Linked DNA regions of Mus musculus: region 2 is linked to region 1. The links are chromatin contacts, called in public HiCAR-type maps. All regions are on one chromosome and are shown on one strand. Each heading gives the region's core, a stretch centred on a gene start, on an enhancer-like site or on the middle of the called end of the contact. The rest is flanking DNA. Distances are from core to core; before and after follow the strand shown. Region 1 holds the start of Pip4p1 (phosphatidylinositol-4,5-bisphosphate 4-phosphatase 1). Region 2 holds the start of Supt16 (SPT16, facilitates chromatin remodeling subunit).

Region 1 (7,822 bases), core at 3,360-5,859:
TTTCCAGAAATCTCAAAGAATCTCTCAGAGAACACACAGAATCAAGAGACTATGTGGCTGTTTGGGGGTGGGGGTGGGGGTGTTGTTCTGTCACTTACCATGTGACTAAAGACCCAAAAAAGCAGAGTTGAATAGATGGCTCAGCCGTTAAAACACCTGATACTCTTCCAGAGAAGCTGGATTCAACAACCATCTGTAATCCAGTTACAGAGGACCTGGTGTCCCCTCTGGCATCTGCAGGCAACAGGCAGGAAAGTAGTACACAGACAGACAAGCAAGCAAATTAAATGTGTACGTATATGATATCTATCTATCTATCTATCTATCTATCTATCTATCTATCTATCTATCTATCTATCTATCTAAAGACCAGAAGACCTATTCCTTTATGTTGATATGTTTTGTTTTGTTTTTTACCATCTTTACGGCCTTTCTCACAAATTACTTTGTTTTCTGAGCTTGTCATATCTGATCACTACCAAACCATATTCTCACTTGAGGAGATGACAAACTTCATTAACCTGAATTTTCCTAGGGTGCTCTCTGCCTAGAACTGTAGGCAGCTTTAGACCATAGACATCTCTCTAGAAGGGATCCACCACACTTTATGTCCTCTCTTAGACTGCTAGTCTGCTACGGTAGCAGCCCCAGAGGTATGGTGGGACAACAGGATTAACTTTCTAAATAGTGACCTTCTATCTAGTCTAGCATCTTACCCACTCTGCTAAATGCAGAACTCCTCTCCTGTCTCAGAGCCCCTCCCTTCTAATGTCTATCGAAGTAAGGGATTTCCTTTGTTCCATGAGTTGCTGTTATATATCCCATCTGAGCTTCTCCCTCTATGAGCAGTGGCAATAATAAAAGACCGGACTACTAGGAATCTATCCCAATGCATTTATTATTTAAGACAGGTAGTGAGTGATTACTCCACCTCCAGACTAAGTAGTGGGTCCTTGGCATTCAGGGATTATAGAAAGTCTTGGCATTCAAGGATTATAGAAAAGGCTGAAGAGATGGTTCAGCAGTAATGAATGCTTGTTCTTACAGAGGACCTAAGTTCCACTCCCAGCATCCACACAGCACTTTGAAGCTGCCTGTAACACCAGCTTTAAGGTACTCTAAAACCCTCCTCTCGTCTCAGCAGGATCCTGTATACATTTGGTGCACATAAACTCATGCAAATAAATACATTTAAAGATGCTTGTTGTCAAAGTTGACAATGTGTGTTTAATCACCAAGACCCACATGGTCGAAGAAAACCAATTACCAAAATTTGTCCACTGACTTCCACACAAGTGAATAGACACACCACACACACAAATATAGGCTAAGTTTAGTGGTATATGCCTTTGATCCCACCAATTGGGAGGCAGAGGAGACAGGTGGAGCTTGAGGCCAGCCTGATATAGTGAGCTTCAGGGCAGCCAGGACTACAAAGTAAGATCCTGTCTCAAAAATAAACAAATGAATGAATGCAATTTTTAAAATAATCTTTTTGTTTTAATAAAAAAAATCCAAGACTTTTTTTAACAACCCAGCATTGTCATGAGAGCACTAAGAGAGCAATTGTCTTCCCTGAACCCTCTCCCAGATCTAAGGCTGAAAGAGGTTTAAAGACAAGAGGGCGGTGTCTGTATCGAAACTGGGTATCGTGTCTCAAGCCTGTAGTCACAGCATTCAGAGGCCTGCAGTAGCAGAATCATTAGTCCTAGTAGCGCCTGGGTCACAGAGAGATCCTGTCTCAAGACACAGCACAAAAAGATGTAAAGGTGTGTACTGAGGAATTCATAAATTATCATGTACTTCCTTCAATACCTCACATACTTGTCAGAAAATATCCAATCTAGTGGCTAACATTTACTTTCATTTGATTTCTAGTCTACACCCTGTATTTGATCTGTAACAAAAACATCACCTAGAGGCCAAATGACAAATGAATAAATGAATGAACAGTAGATAAATACATAAACCATTTATTCTCTCTCTCTCTCACACACACACAAACTCATTTATTCTACTTTGACCCTTCAGAGTATAAAATGGGTTCTTTCCTCCCTACATTGTTTTGGTGGCAGGAATGCATACTAGGATTGAAATCCCGGGCATAATGTGTGCTAGGCAAGTGCTTCACCACTGAAATATGTCCCCAGTTCTACTTTTAACTTTTTTTGTATAGCTAGAACCGGATATAAGTTATCATAAAACACAACTTTAGTGAAGATGGAGGTATCGTATCACAAAAGGATAGATTTGGGGGGCTATATATAGCAAGGGCCCAAATAGCGAAACCTAACCTAATTGAGAGTCTATAGCAGAAATCAGCAAGAACAGCAAACTGGCCTGTTGTCTGCAGAGCTGTGACTCATTTTTTAAGTATGTGCTGGGGAGTGTTGGGGTTGTTGAAGACAAGTCTGATGGTAGAAACTAATCTGAAAAAAAAAAAAAACCTGTGTCTAAAACTATCAGAACCTAGAATCAGGCATGGTGTCTCAGGCCTTTGAGGAGAGGTGGGACTTGCCAAGAATTTAAGACCAGCCTAGTTCAAGGATGAGACCCTATTTAAAAAAAAAAAAAATCAAACCAAAACAAAAAAGCCTCCATTTACAATTTCTTTGCTGAAGACAAAAATTAAGCAAAGTCTAAAGACGTTCATCTACCAAATATGACAAAACTATCTTTGGATTTGAGTCACTAGCTGAATCAATAAACACATGTGTATATATCTGACAGGTCAGTATACATCAATTGAGTAAAATGATGCACTTCCCTTCCATCGGTGGAGAGAGACACTAATAAAAGATAATTTTCATTTCAGCAATGGAGGTATTTAGATCAGTTGTGGATCACTGTAGTGGCCTCCATCTGCTCTGAGGAAAGGCTGCTTCTTTAATGGTGTATTTGAGAGAGAGAGAGAGTGTGTGTGTGTGTGAGGGGGGGGAGCAGGCAGACGTGTGGATACATATATATAGGTATTTATTTAGAATGCTGTTCAGAATTTTAGTGTTTTAGGAGGGCAGCAGCAGTGGGTTTTCTCCTAGGGCCCATGACGTCACCAGCCACAGTAGTTGACAAGGTTGACAGAAGCACACCATCCCAGGCCTAAAGTCCAGCAGGTTACCCTTGAGATGAAGTGCCACACTATTGAACCCACTCTTGCTGGGCTGGCCATTGTGATTTGTAGGGGGTTTTAGTTGCTTTTCTCCCATGGCAGCTTCCGTAGACAGCACTTGCACACATGCTTTGAGAGGGGCTTTCAGGTTGGTTCCAACCTTAACCCTTGTAGAGACACTTGTAGAATTAATTATAATTTTACAGCTATGCTTAGAGGCAAATGCCTGTATTCTCAATTACCCGGGAGGTTTGCGAAGAATCACCAAATTCCAAGCCAGGATCTTGTCTCAAAACTAAAGACTGTGGATGTAGCAGTGGTAGTACAGCACATTTTCAGAATTAAAAAAAAATTATTATTATTATCTTTTTTAGGCGCTGAAAGGGAACCTAGGGCTTCCAGCATGGTTACCATTAAGTTCACCAGATAGCATCACCATAACCATCCTACAGGAACAGTCTCTCATTTCCGTTTGTGAGTCAAATCGGACTCAAACTCATGATCCTCTTGCTTTAGCCAGCCTCAGACTCAGCATGCGCACTAGGCTTTTAGACAGTCTTCATATAGCTCAGGCTGGTCTCAAACTCTTAGCCAAACCCGAATGTCTGATCCTCCTGTCTCCATCTTCCATAGTCTGGGATTACAGCCCTACACTGTGACCTTCTGTTTTTTTAACTTTGGACGTTTTTATTTTATATATATGTGTGTGTGCCCACGCACTTAAGCCACGTGTATGTAGCTGCCGGGTGCACAATCTCCAGGAGGTAGAGTTACAGGTAGCATCGGCCCTAGGACTCAAACTAGGCTCCTTTGAAAGAGCAGAAAGTTCCCTTAACCGCTAACGCATCTTCCCAGTGCCCCGCCCTCTTGTATTCTGATCCTCCTTGTGTAGTTCAGTGTTTCTCTCCGCTACCCTGGAATTCCCTTTCCTAACTCATCTCCCCAAGTGTTGCATTTACAGGCATACGCAACCACATCACCACTACTCGGGGGCCTTGTGCCAAGTCAGACAAGCGTGCTAAGCCCTCAAGCTCCCGGTGGCTTTTCGATTCTTGTCCAGGTTTTAGGGCGGTTCCCGCGGCCCAGGATACCAGCCCTGCCAGCCAGAAGGCAGCCGCCCTCACGTTCTGGCGCTAAATTTGGGCCAATAGGGTTACGTCCCACGGGAGACTTGGGCCCAATGAGGAGCGACTCACGCGACAGGCTGCGCACGTGACGCGTGCGGGGCAGCCGCCCACCTGGGCCGGAGGTAGCGCGACCGCCCCACTTCCAATCGCTCGCACAACTTCGAGTCACGTGCAGTGTTTACGGACTCAGCAGCTACGGGAAGACCATGTGACAGTGACGTGACACGTCTCTCTCCAATGGAGAAGGGACGCTCCCTTACAAACCGGGAACTGTTTCAGGTCCACGAATGACAGCGCAGAGGGGCGGGGCCAGCCTGTCACGTGAGCGGGGCGGCACTGGCTGCGGGCGAACGCGGCGCGCAGGCGCCTTAGGGACCCGGTAGCGACGGCGGCGGCGGCGGTGGCAGCGGCGGCGGGAGCTGGTCGCTGACCGAGCGGGAGTCGCCATGGCGGCAGACGGAGAGCGCTCCCCGCTGCTCTCCGAGGCCGGCGATGGCGGCGCTGGTGGCAACGGCTTAGCGGGCCCGGGCGGGAGCGCGACCGGGCCCGGTGGAGGCCTGACGCCCTCCGCACCTCCGTACGGAGCCGGTAAACATGCCCCGCCCCAGGGTAAGCCGGAGGTCTGAGGTGCACGCAGGCCTAGGGGCGGATCGGGTCAGGGGGCGGAGCCTGCTTCCGCGCCAGGTGTGGCCCCGTGGCACCTGTCACGGGGCGAGGCATCCTCGGTCCGCAATCACTGCCTAAGCCTGGCCTGAAAGCGGGTTTTGAGGAAACTGATCTGAGCGCTTTTTTTGTGAGCAGCGGATCGAGCTTACTCAGAGGGTTCCCCACGTCCGTGGAGCATCCGTGGGAAGTGTTCGAATGATGATTTTGGGTTTATCTGCTTCCTCTTCGTAGCATTTCCCCCGTTCCCTGAGGGACATCCAGCCGTGTTGCCTGGAGAGGACCCACCCCCCTACTCACCCTTGACTAGCCCGGATAGTGGGAGTGCCCCCATGATTACCTGTCGCGTCTGTCAGTCTCCGATCAACGTGGAAGGCAAGATGCATCAGCATGTAGTCAAATGTGGTGTCTGCAACGAAGCCACTGTGAGTTATAACTATCTGCAGAATGGGCCTTGTTTCCTGGATCCTCTTTCTGGTTCAACACCCTGTTCATGAAACTTTCAGTTCCTGCATCTTGCAGCAGCCATTTCTTTAGAAGCCACTCACTAAAAATAACGTTCACCAAGCTCTCACTTTTTGATCTTTCCTGGACCTGAAGTGTAGTTCTCACTGGCAGTTGTTGCAGTTGCTTTTGATTTTTGTATTTTGGGGTTCTCTGCTTTTCTGAGACGATCTCACAATGACCCGGGTTCCCATCAGACTCTGCAATCTTCCTGCCCCAGTCTCACAGGCACACTCTACTCTGCTGGCAACATTTGTATATCTCAAATGTCTGATTCTCTTTCTCAGTAATGTCCTTGCAGAGGACTGGGATAATGGGCTTCTCTGCTGAAATGCCCATTGTTCCTTTATTCATTGTTCTCTAGCCCATCAAGAATGCACCTCCAGGAAAGAAGTATGTCCGATGCCCCTGTAATTGTCTCCTTATCTGCAAAGTGACTTCTCAGCGGATTGCCTGCCCTCGGCCCTACTGGTAAGAGACCTAAGAAGAGAAGGCCATATGTAAGGAAAGTTGTAAAGCAATAGGGAAACAAACAAACAAAAAAACAAACAAAAATCTAGAGCTGGGCAAGGTGGTGCATGCCTGTGTTCAATCCCAGCACCTGAGAAGTGGAGGCAGGAAGGCCTGTGTAGTAGCACCTTGAATGTCTAGTCATCCTGCCTACACCTCCTAAGTGCTGGGATGCAGTGTGTCATCAGATCCAAATAGAACTAAGAATTTTAAAAACATACTTTTCCCCCTGTATAGCAAAAGAATCATCAACCTAGGGCCTGTGCATCCAGGACCTCTGAGTCCAGAGCCACAGCCAATGGGTGTCAGGGTCATCTGTGGACATTGCAAGAACACGTTTCTGGTGAGGAGGGATATTGGGAAACCCTGGAGGAGGCAAGTACTAGGAATAGTAGTAAATCCTGAAAAGAATTTCCTCCTCCCCCCTGCTTTCGGGTTCTCATGGAGGAGAGCCTTCTTTCTATGGCTGTTCTTCTTTTTCCATAGTGGACAGAATTCACAGACCGAACCTTGGCACGATGCCCTCACTGCAGAAAAGTGTAAGTGGTTAGGGATTGTACTGGTGACTGGGTGGTGGGTGGCATAAAATCAACAGGGCTATTCCAAATATCAGTTTCTATTGGCTCCCCACAGGTCATCTATTGGGAGACGATATCCTAGGAAGAGATGTATTTGCTGCTTCTTGCTTGGTTTACTCTTGGCAGTCACTGCCACTGGCCTTGCTGTGAGTAGCCTCAATGCAAACCTCTTACCAGCCTCATCACAGGCTAAGATTTGAGAAGGTGATACCTTAAAGAATGGTGAGAGAGCTGGTGTTGGGTTCTGTCCCTGTAATCAAAGAATACAGGCAGTTCTAAGGTAGCCCAGGCTACATAGCAAGACCCCATCTATAATACAAAATGAGGGAGTAGGTTGTTGCCAGCTGCAAATGTGGCTTAGCTGGTAAAAGTATTGGCCTAGCTTGCATGAACACGATCATCCAGCACCACACAAACTGAGCAGAACTGAGCATGGCGGTGCAAGCCTGTGGTCCCAGTACCTAGGAGGTAGAGGCAGGAGCATAGAATTTCAAGGCCATTGACTATAGGATTTGAGGCTGTGCAGGGTACCAACATGAGACCCTTGCCTTATAAAATAAAAACCTAAAATGAGTCTGGTGATAGGATGTAGGGGGAGTATACTTTTAGGTAGAGGTGAACTAAAGTTAAAATTCACTAATAAACTAAGAAGCTAAACAGTGTCCCCACTCTGGAGAAAGAAATGAGTTATCAGCAATCCTGGTTCACTCAGTAGATGTGAGAAATGCTGGCAGATGCCTGGGATGGCAGAGTACTTTACTGCTTAAGGGAAGGAAGCACTAAACCACCTGATCTTGGAAAGACCCCTGAAGGTGTTACAAGTGATTGGGGTACAGAGACAGAAGTTTGCATTGCATTACTGTTTCTAGGACTTTGAAATAGTAGATACCAAAAGTAACCTCATCTTTTTCTTCTTCCTCATCTGTCAGTTTGGTACATGGAAGCATGCACAGCAATATGGAGGGATCTACGCAGCCTGGGCATTTGTCATTTTGTTGGCTGTTCTATGTTTGGGTCGGGCCCTTTATTGGGCTTGTATGAAGGTCAGCCATCCTGTCCAGAACTTCTCCTGAGCCCCTTGATGCAGTCTGTGCCTGACCGCTGCCTGGTACCAACAGTAACACTACAAAAGGCTCTCTGGACTTCTACAAGGAAGCCAAACAGCTGCCTCCCTTTTCCCTGGGGAGAGGTAGGAAGGAAGCAGTCCCTTCCTTCCTTATGTTTGGAAGGGTAGGTAAGACCATTGCTGGCTGGCTGCTCTCTTCCAGGGGTTGCTGTTTAGGGTAAATAGGCAACATTGCCCCTAAGCCTGGATCCTAAAGATGGTTCTA
Region 2 (7,822 bases), core at 2,767-5,266, 1.3 Mb before region 1:
TGCACCAGGTGCTTGCCTGATGCTCTTAAAGGTCAGACTTGGGTATCAGATTATGTGGAACTGGAGCCGATGGTTGTAAATACTGAGACTACAACCTGGGTGTCTAGAAGAGCAGCCAATGCTCTTAACCACTGAGCCATCTCTCTCCAGCCCCAAAAACAGATTTTTCAAGTTAATACCAATTTTAGTCAGTGACTATTTCATACCAAGCTTATAGACCATTTGGTAGATTGTGTATTATTTCTGTTTTCTACCAAAATATAACTCTGAAAATTTCTCTTTATCATTCGTACCTTAATCTATATAGTTGATTTGTATGTGTGTGTATGCATGTATGTATGTGATATATAGTATATGTACTATACATGATGGATACAGTTTATGATATAGTTATATACTATCATGTTATATATACTACATAGTAGTTTATGATATATTGCTATAGTAATTTTAAAATGTAAAGGAATTAGCTTTGATCATGTCCATTTAGTTTCACATGTCAGCACATGGAGGTGAGGGTCAAATGCTTGCTGATAACCTGAGCCTGACAGTCTGTTCAATCCCCAGAGCACAGATAATAGTGAAAAGAGAGAACCAACTCCACAGTTTTTTTATTTTATGTCCATTGGTTATCTGCCTGCACTTATATCTGTATGAAGGTGTCAGAAGTTCTGGAACTGGATTACACACAGCTCTGAGCTGCCATGAGGGTACTGGGAATTCAACCCAGGTTCTCTGGAAAAGTAGCCAGTGCTCTTAATTGCTGAGCCACCCCCGTTCCCATTTTAAAAAAAGAAAAAGAAAATAAAAAGATATTACTGTATTGTCCAGGCTAGCTCCAGACTTATAGGCTGCAGTGATTTTCCTATGTTTCCTCAAAGGCTGGGACTGTAGACATATGCCTCATTGGCCAGATACAATTCTTAGCTATTCGTGTAAAACTGGTGGCAGGGATTCTAGGGCTACATTACTACTAAGGCCTGCAAGCATCTAGGCATTGTAATCTTGTTTTGAAGGTCTATGCCATAAAGTGTTAAATATTTGCTTTTCCAAGTCAAAAAGGTATGTTCCATGTCAGGTGTGGATTTTAGGTCTTGGTGTATCCAGAGATGTACATACCAATTGTTTGTGCTTGGTGTTTAGTTCATCCTATTGGAGTTTGGGCCACAAAGCAAAGGTCCTAGCGTAGTAGTTTCCAGTCTTATTAAATGTAATAAAAAGAGGAAAAACATTTTAAATTCAGTAAATATGTGATTTATTTTATTGTAGAGGTTTGTGTGTTTTGTCTCTCCTTTTGGTTTTGAGACAGAATCTCATTCAATAACTGAATCTGGCTTAGAAATAACTATATTGGTGGCAATGATGGCACACAACTTTAATCCCAACACTCAGGGGGGGGCATTGGTAGGTGTATCTTGGTGACTTTGAGGTCAGCCTGCTCTACATAGTGAGTTCCAGGACAGCCAGGGCTACCTGTCTTGAAAAAAACAAAACAAAAAGGAAAAAAGAAAGAAGTATATTCTAGGTTATCCTTGAACTCTTGGCAACTCCGCCTTGCCCTCCAAAGGCTCAGAGCATGAACCACCACACCCAAAAGATAATGTTTATCAATGTGGAACATTTTTATTAAATTTGGTGAGAACTTTCCCATAATCTTCTTGGATATCCTAAGCTGATCTTGCTCAGCTATTATCGTGTAATAACAGAGGATAAATTTAAATAAATGTCTGTGTAGTTGTGCCGCACTTCACATAAGATCATGCCAACAAACTGTTCTCGGGCTACAATTAAGTCAGTTTTTCTGTACATGTACTGATTCATTCACTGTTTTACTCAGACCCCTTACTAGCAAAGGAAAAGGCATTTGTAAAAAGGTTGCAGAAAAGTATGAAGCAGGGGGAAAAACCTTACCGTTCACATGGCTATCAATATCAAATTCTTGATCTCACCCTCAGTAACACCTCCATTAACACTAATCAAGCCAAATCAGGCAAGCATTTCTAAGCTAGGACATATGTGGTTTCTGAGTCAAGTCCTATCTGTCCCCTTCCCCCACTCCCCCAACCTCCATCTTTTTACTGTCTTTTGTTCCTACCTCACAGGGTCACTATGCTGAAACTGCGTTCAACCGGGTTTTGCCAGGGCCTGTTGCACCAGAGAACAGCAAGAAACGGGTCCGTAGGACAAGACCAGACCTTTCTAAGATGATGGCCCTGATGCAGGGTGGAAGCACTGGGTCCCTGTCTCTGCATAACACCTTTCAACACAGCAGTAGTAACCTACAGTCTGTGTCGTCTCTGGGTCACAGCAGTACCACTTCTGCATCTCTGCCTTTTATGCCGTTTGTGATGGGTGCAGCAGCACCCCCTCATGTAGACTCCAGCACCATGCTTCATCATCACCACCACCATCCCCACCCCCACCATCACCACCATCACCATCCAGGCTTGAGAACCACTGGCTACCCTTCTTCACCAGCTACTACCACCTCTGGTACTGCCTTGCGGTTACCAACACTGCAACCTGAGGACGATGATGAAGAGGAGGATGAAGAAGATGATGATTTATCTCAGGGCTATGACAGCTCAGAACGGGACTTCTCACTCATTGATGACCCTATGATGCCAGCCAACTCAGACTCCAGTGAAGATGCTGACGACTGAAGCCCCATATAGACCCGTGATGGGTGGCTGCTGGAATCCCTTACTCTGGCCCTTGGACTTTGGAAATGTGGGAGGGGCAGGGAACAATATGGGGAAACCCAAGACTTCAGGAGGTGAAAAGAAAAAGAAAAAAACAAAAAACAAAAAAAAACAAAAAACTTGTACCCAATTGCTCCCAATTTTGAGAGGATTGGGTGGGCAGGGGAACTCCTAAAAAAAAAAAATAATAAATGACCACTTCCTCGTTTCTGGGGAAGCAAAGGAGCTTAGAGCAGCTGGTGTGCTCACCCCTCCCCAGACGCCTCCATTAACCACAGACTATGTAGCGCTGGCCCTAGCCTCTGGCAGAGCCTGTTCCTGGCCAAACTGTGGCTACAGCTGGAGGGTCAGGAACTGTTACCTTCCTTCCCCTTGGCATTAATAAATTTAAGTTAATCCTTTTCCATTCTTCCTATGTTCTGTTTCCTTAAACACAATATAAGTACTGTTTTTTGCTGCGTAATTTAAACACCATTCTCCTACAGTTCAATACTGTTGCAACTAATAGAAAAGCCATTTGTAGTCCTCAATAGGCATATATAATGGCGGGTTATCCCGTTTGTTAAAGCCAAGGAAATGATACAAGATAAAGAGGTAAAATATTTTGAATTGTACTTCACATTCTTAAACGAGGATTAATTTCAAGAGCCATATTTTTTTTTTCAATTAGTCAGGATAACTATTCTTGGGGAAAGCCAGAGAATAATGTGGCTTTTCATGAAATACAGCAAAAGTACACGCTGACAAAAAGGGTGCCTTCACAACTTGGGTCTTCGCGAGGCTGGAAAGAACTACAAAGTTTAGGAGCCACTCCGAGCCATTTGTTTCCTTCCACCCTACCGGCCCATCTCTTAAAGGAAAACAGAACCTTTCCTTCCTACTCTGCTGCCCACCGCGCAGCTTATTCGCGAAGGTGGGCTCCGTCCCTCTGGGGTGCAGTGTTTGGTTGAGAGTGCCTTCCCCGGGGCGGTCACTGGCCTGCCCTGGGGCAGAGGACTCACTCCTGCGCCTGGCTGCACGCGGGTCCCGCTCTTTCTGCTCCCCTCCCTCTGCCCGCCGCCCAGAGCGCCCGGAGCTCGGAAAGTGGGCGGGTCACGTGACGGGAGCCTCTGGCGCCGGAGAGAGCTTCCAGAGCCCGCGAGCCCGCGCTGCACCTCGGTCTGTTGACTTCACTTTTGCGTCCTCGGTTGCCCTTCCTCCCGCCACCCTACGGAACGAGCGGTGGGTTTGGTTTTTTCGCTTTTTAAATCTTCGACGCTCTAGGGACCCGGAAGCGGAAGGGGATACCGGGCGGTCGGTACTTCCGGGTCACAGAGAGTGCGGGATTCCGGGCCGAGCGCGGGTGGCGGAGCTGGGACCTCGCGTGATTCTCGGAGCCCGACGGGAAGCGGCGTCCAGGGCAATGGCTGTGACTCTGGACAAAGACGCGTACTACCGGCGAGTGAAGAGATTGTACAGTAACTGGCGGGTAAGGAGCCCCGCGCCCCCGGGAGCCCCACATCCCATAATAGCCTGCTTCCCGGCGCCCTTTTCCCCCTCAGCCAGAAACCTCCGGCTCCGCCGCGCTCCCGCCTGCCCCGGCAGCGTCCGGCTCGCCGCGCCGTGCTGCGCCTGCGGGGTCCGCACGCGCCTGGCCCGCCCCGCGGCCACAGCGGCCCGCCCAGGTCCCGCCACAATTACCGTTTGCGGGAAAGGGGCGCGAAAGCTGTGCCCGGAGCTCTTGGCGCTCCCCGCTCCCCGGCCTCTGCTGGAGTTGAGAAATGCTGCTCCCGCGCCCCGCTGCTTCTCCTTAGGCCCTGCGTGGGTCACAGACCCAGCGCTGGGAACCTGCGGGCTCTCCTAAGAATTAATTGATGGGACGCCTCAAAGCCGGTTTCCCATGTCGGCAGCATACCGGGGGCACGTGTTGAGGAAAACGCTGTGGAAGTTCCAGGGCTTCTCCAAAGATTGGGCAGTTTCCCTGTTTTATAATCATAATTTCAAACTTACTTTTTTGCTAGTTAACTTGTTAACTTCACAAGTGTTTGATTGATTTCATACTGTCTGAACGGTCTATCGTCTGGGCTCTGAACCTTGTGAGTGAGGGGAAATAGAACTGATAAAAAAGAAAGCCGAAAATGCTCTGAAAAAATACCAACTCCGGTTTCAGCTTTGTAAACTATCTTATACTGATTGGTCCTCTCCATTCTTGGCTCCTGCATGTAATCCCATGATTTCTGAGGCTGAGGCAGGAAAATGACTAGTTTCAAGCCTGCCTGTGCTTCATAGTGAGACTGTATCAATCGGCTCGTCATTTAGTAAATAAAATTGAACCTTTACTGAAGTCGGTTGTTTTTCCTGCCTCATCAGAAAAAAGCCTATGTATCTTTTAAGCAAGATGCATTGCGTGCTGAAAATAATATAGGGTTTTTCACTTTATTGGCTAATTTTTTTTAGATGACTTAGTGGTCTCTATCACAAAATTATATTGTTTGGTCCTGAGGATTGGCCCTACCACCACCTCTGTGTTTTACCATTAAGCTATATCCCTATCCAGGGAATATTTACTGTCACTGTGTTATGATGTATGCAATGATGATAATCAAAAGCCCCCGTTTCTACAGCCAGCCCTGAAATAATAAACTTTTAAAGCTTTTTTTTTTTTTTAATATTTATGGGTATTTTGCATTCATGTATGTTTGTGTATACCCTGCATGCATTGCCTGCGAAGGCCAGAAGAGGGCGTGGGATACCCTAGAACTGAAATTACAGAAGGTATTTAGTTGCTGTTTAGGTCCATGTGAAACCTGGTCTTCTGGAAGGGCAACCAGTGATTTTAACTACTGGGCATTTTTCTAGCCCCTTAAAAACATATTGGTGTTTTCTCTATTTCCAGAGTTCATCAAGCTATTTTTAAGGCTGTTACAGTAACATAGCTTTTAATTATAATTTTCATAACTTAACACAGCATGCTTTTGAGTAGAAAGGCTTGATACATTAAACTTTCATCTGAATGTCATCCTTTGGTATTGGGATCTTGGTGAAATATTTGCATCCAATGTATGTACATGTTGTGCTATGTAAGTCATCACAATACCTACTCCAATGTCATTGATGTGTGAGTATGAGTGCCACTGCTTATGTATAGAGATCAGAAGGCATCTTTGTAGAGTCATTTGTCTTCAAGTTATATATCTTTATTTGGGATCAGGAGATCGAAATAGCAAGCACCTTTATCTGCTGAGCCATCTCACCAATCTGTTTTCCATCATTCCTGAAACATTGAGTCTAATCCAGTCCTACCTTTTCTATTTTCAACATCAGAGCTGCTAAGAGTAAAATAGGTTTTCATTGCCTGTCTTGTTTCTGCTTTGGGAAATCCTAGGTGGTAGTGATAGATTATGAAAGTGGGTTACAGGATCGTCCTGTGGGTTTTCTATTTATGGGGTAGATTTCCAGCCTATTCATCATTGTGATTTTAATCATTAAATCAATTTATTCTGCTTACTGGGGGTTGAACAAAAATCTTTCCTAAATTTTTGGCTGTTTTAAGGAGTAAGGGGTACAGAGTTTTGGTATCTCTACTAATAATTTAAGAATTATTTTAGAACTGGGCATGTCTCAAAAAAACCAAAAAAAAAAATTATTATTTTACTAGACCTTTCTATGAACAGACCTCAGATTCCTTCATCTGCTTTTTGTCTTGAAGAATTACATGAAGTGCCAGAATTGCAGCTGTTTTCAAAAGAAATACTAACCCAATGCATTTGTTCATGTGGTTATTTGCCAGCTGTTAAGCTTGAGGTAGTGGGTAGCTGTGACCCTTCCCCCAAAAAAAGAGTCCATTGCAGTGAGAATGGGTAAGCTGTAGTATCAGATCTTTTGTGCTGCTTCCTACCATTTGCTGAGATTTGATTATGGCTGTCTTTTCTTTTTCAGAATTTTCTGAGAGTAGGCAGATATTTTCATAGTTTCAGATTTTTTTTAAAAACTTAGTTCCTGCATTACTTACTTTAAGCAAAGCAGTAAGTTACTTTGATTTATCTCCATGTGTCTCTGTTTTCTGTTAGAGTTTCTGGCCTTAAACTCTCAGAGGTCCGCCTCCCAGAGTGCTGGGATTAAAACACCGCTCCTGGCACCACAACAGGTTTCTCTTTGGTCTTTTATTCTAAAATTCTGACATTCTGTTTTATTTGTTTACTTTCTTTTACTCCTTTTCCATAGTGTTTCCTCAGCCAGGTTGCTCTGTGGGCCTGTTGAATCATGGGATGTTTCAATGCTGGATTGCCTCTATTCTTTAGCTCCTGATTTTGTTGTTTTGATTTTTATGTGAATAAGTGGCTTGCACGCATGCATATTTATCTTTTCATGTGCCAACTTCATGCAGGCAGTGTTGTGTCCATGGTGGCCAGAGAGAGGCATCCGCTGCTCTGGAACTGGAGATCATGCTGTTGTGAGCCACCATGAGGTTGCTAGGAACCAGACCTGGGGCCTCTTCAAAGCAGGAAGTGTGCTTGGAGGAGAGGGGGAGTAAAGGCTTACAGTGTTTTTTTTGTTTTTTGTTTTTTTAAATGTTTCATAATAATTTTTTTAAAGATTTATTTATTATTTTATGTAAATACACTGTAGCTGTCTTCACACACTCCAGAAGAGGGAGTCAGATCTCGTTACGGATGGTTGTGAGCCACCATGTGGTTGCTGGGATTTGAACTCTGGACCTTCGGAAGAACAGTCGGGTGCTCTTACCCACTGAGCCATCTCACCAGCCCCAAGGCTTACAGTTTTATTGTGGTCTCATTGATAAGTCAGTTAAAAATAAGTAAAAGCTTATTTGTTATTTTATCATTACAAAATAGGCTTAGAGCTGGATCACGTGGCCCTTTTTCTCTTCTTGTCTCTGCTCTCATCCCTTACTAGTGGCATTCCCTGAGGCCTGCATCTGGGCTCTGCACACTGAGGTCTCAGCAGTCTTTAGAGTTTTCACCTTTTTGTGGAAAATAGGCTTAGTCTGTACACCATAGACACTCCATTTCCTGCTATAACACCGCATTCTCTGGCCATACAAAGAATCATTGCCCTTGCACTGTGTCACCTTGTGGGGCAAGTGCTTACTACTTCTTGTAGAAAGTCTCTGCAGGTCT

What was found. HiCAR-type assays count read pairs that join an accessible place to other places.
Region 2: a contact with region 1 is called in a HiCAR-type map of astrocytes, with 2.8 times the contacts expected there. The contact joins the promoter of Supt16 here to the promoter of Pip4p1 in region 1. A contact is called at or near these places in 1 of 39 promoter capture datasets (liver), 1 of 115 datasets of contacts at active chromatin or transcription factors (astrocytes) and 1 of 9 other capture datasets (adipose tissue).

The regions. Positions count from the first base shown.
Region 1 is chr14:50,927,636-50,935,457 of GRCm38.p6, reverse strand. Pip4p1 (phosphatidylinositol-4,5-bisphosphate 4-phosphatase 1) reads left to right here and starts at 4,609. Exons shown (of 7, transcript NM_001033271.5): 1 at 4,609-4,845; 2 at 5,134-5,324; 3 at 5,768-5,874; 4 at 6,151-6,256; 5 at 6,400-6,452; 6 at 6,547-6,637; 7 at 7,421-7,822. The coding sequence starts at 4,683. The coding sequence ends at 7,564.
Region 2 is chr14:52,193,433-52,201,254 of GRCm38.p6, reverse strand. Supt16 (SPT16, facilitates chromatin remodeling subunit) reads left to right here and starts at 4,016. Exons shown (of 26, transcript NM_033618.3): 1 at 4,016-4,170. The coding sequence starts at 4,105. Chd8 (chromodomain helicase DNA binding protein 8) reads left to right here. Exons shown (of 38, transcript NM_201637.3): 38 at 2,103-3,104. The coding sequence ends at 2,663.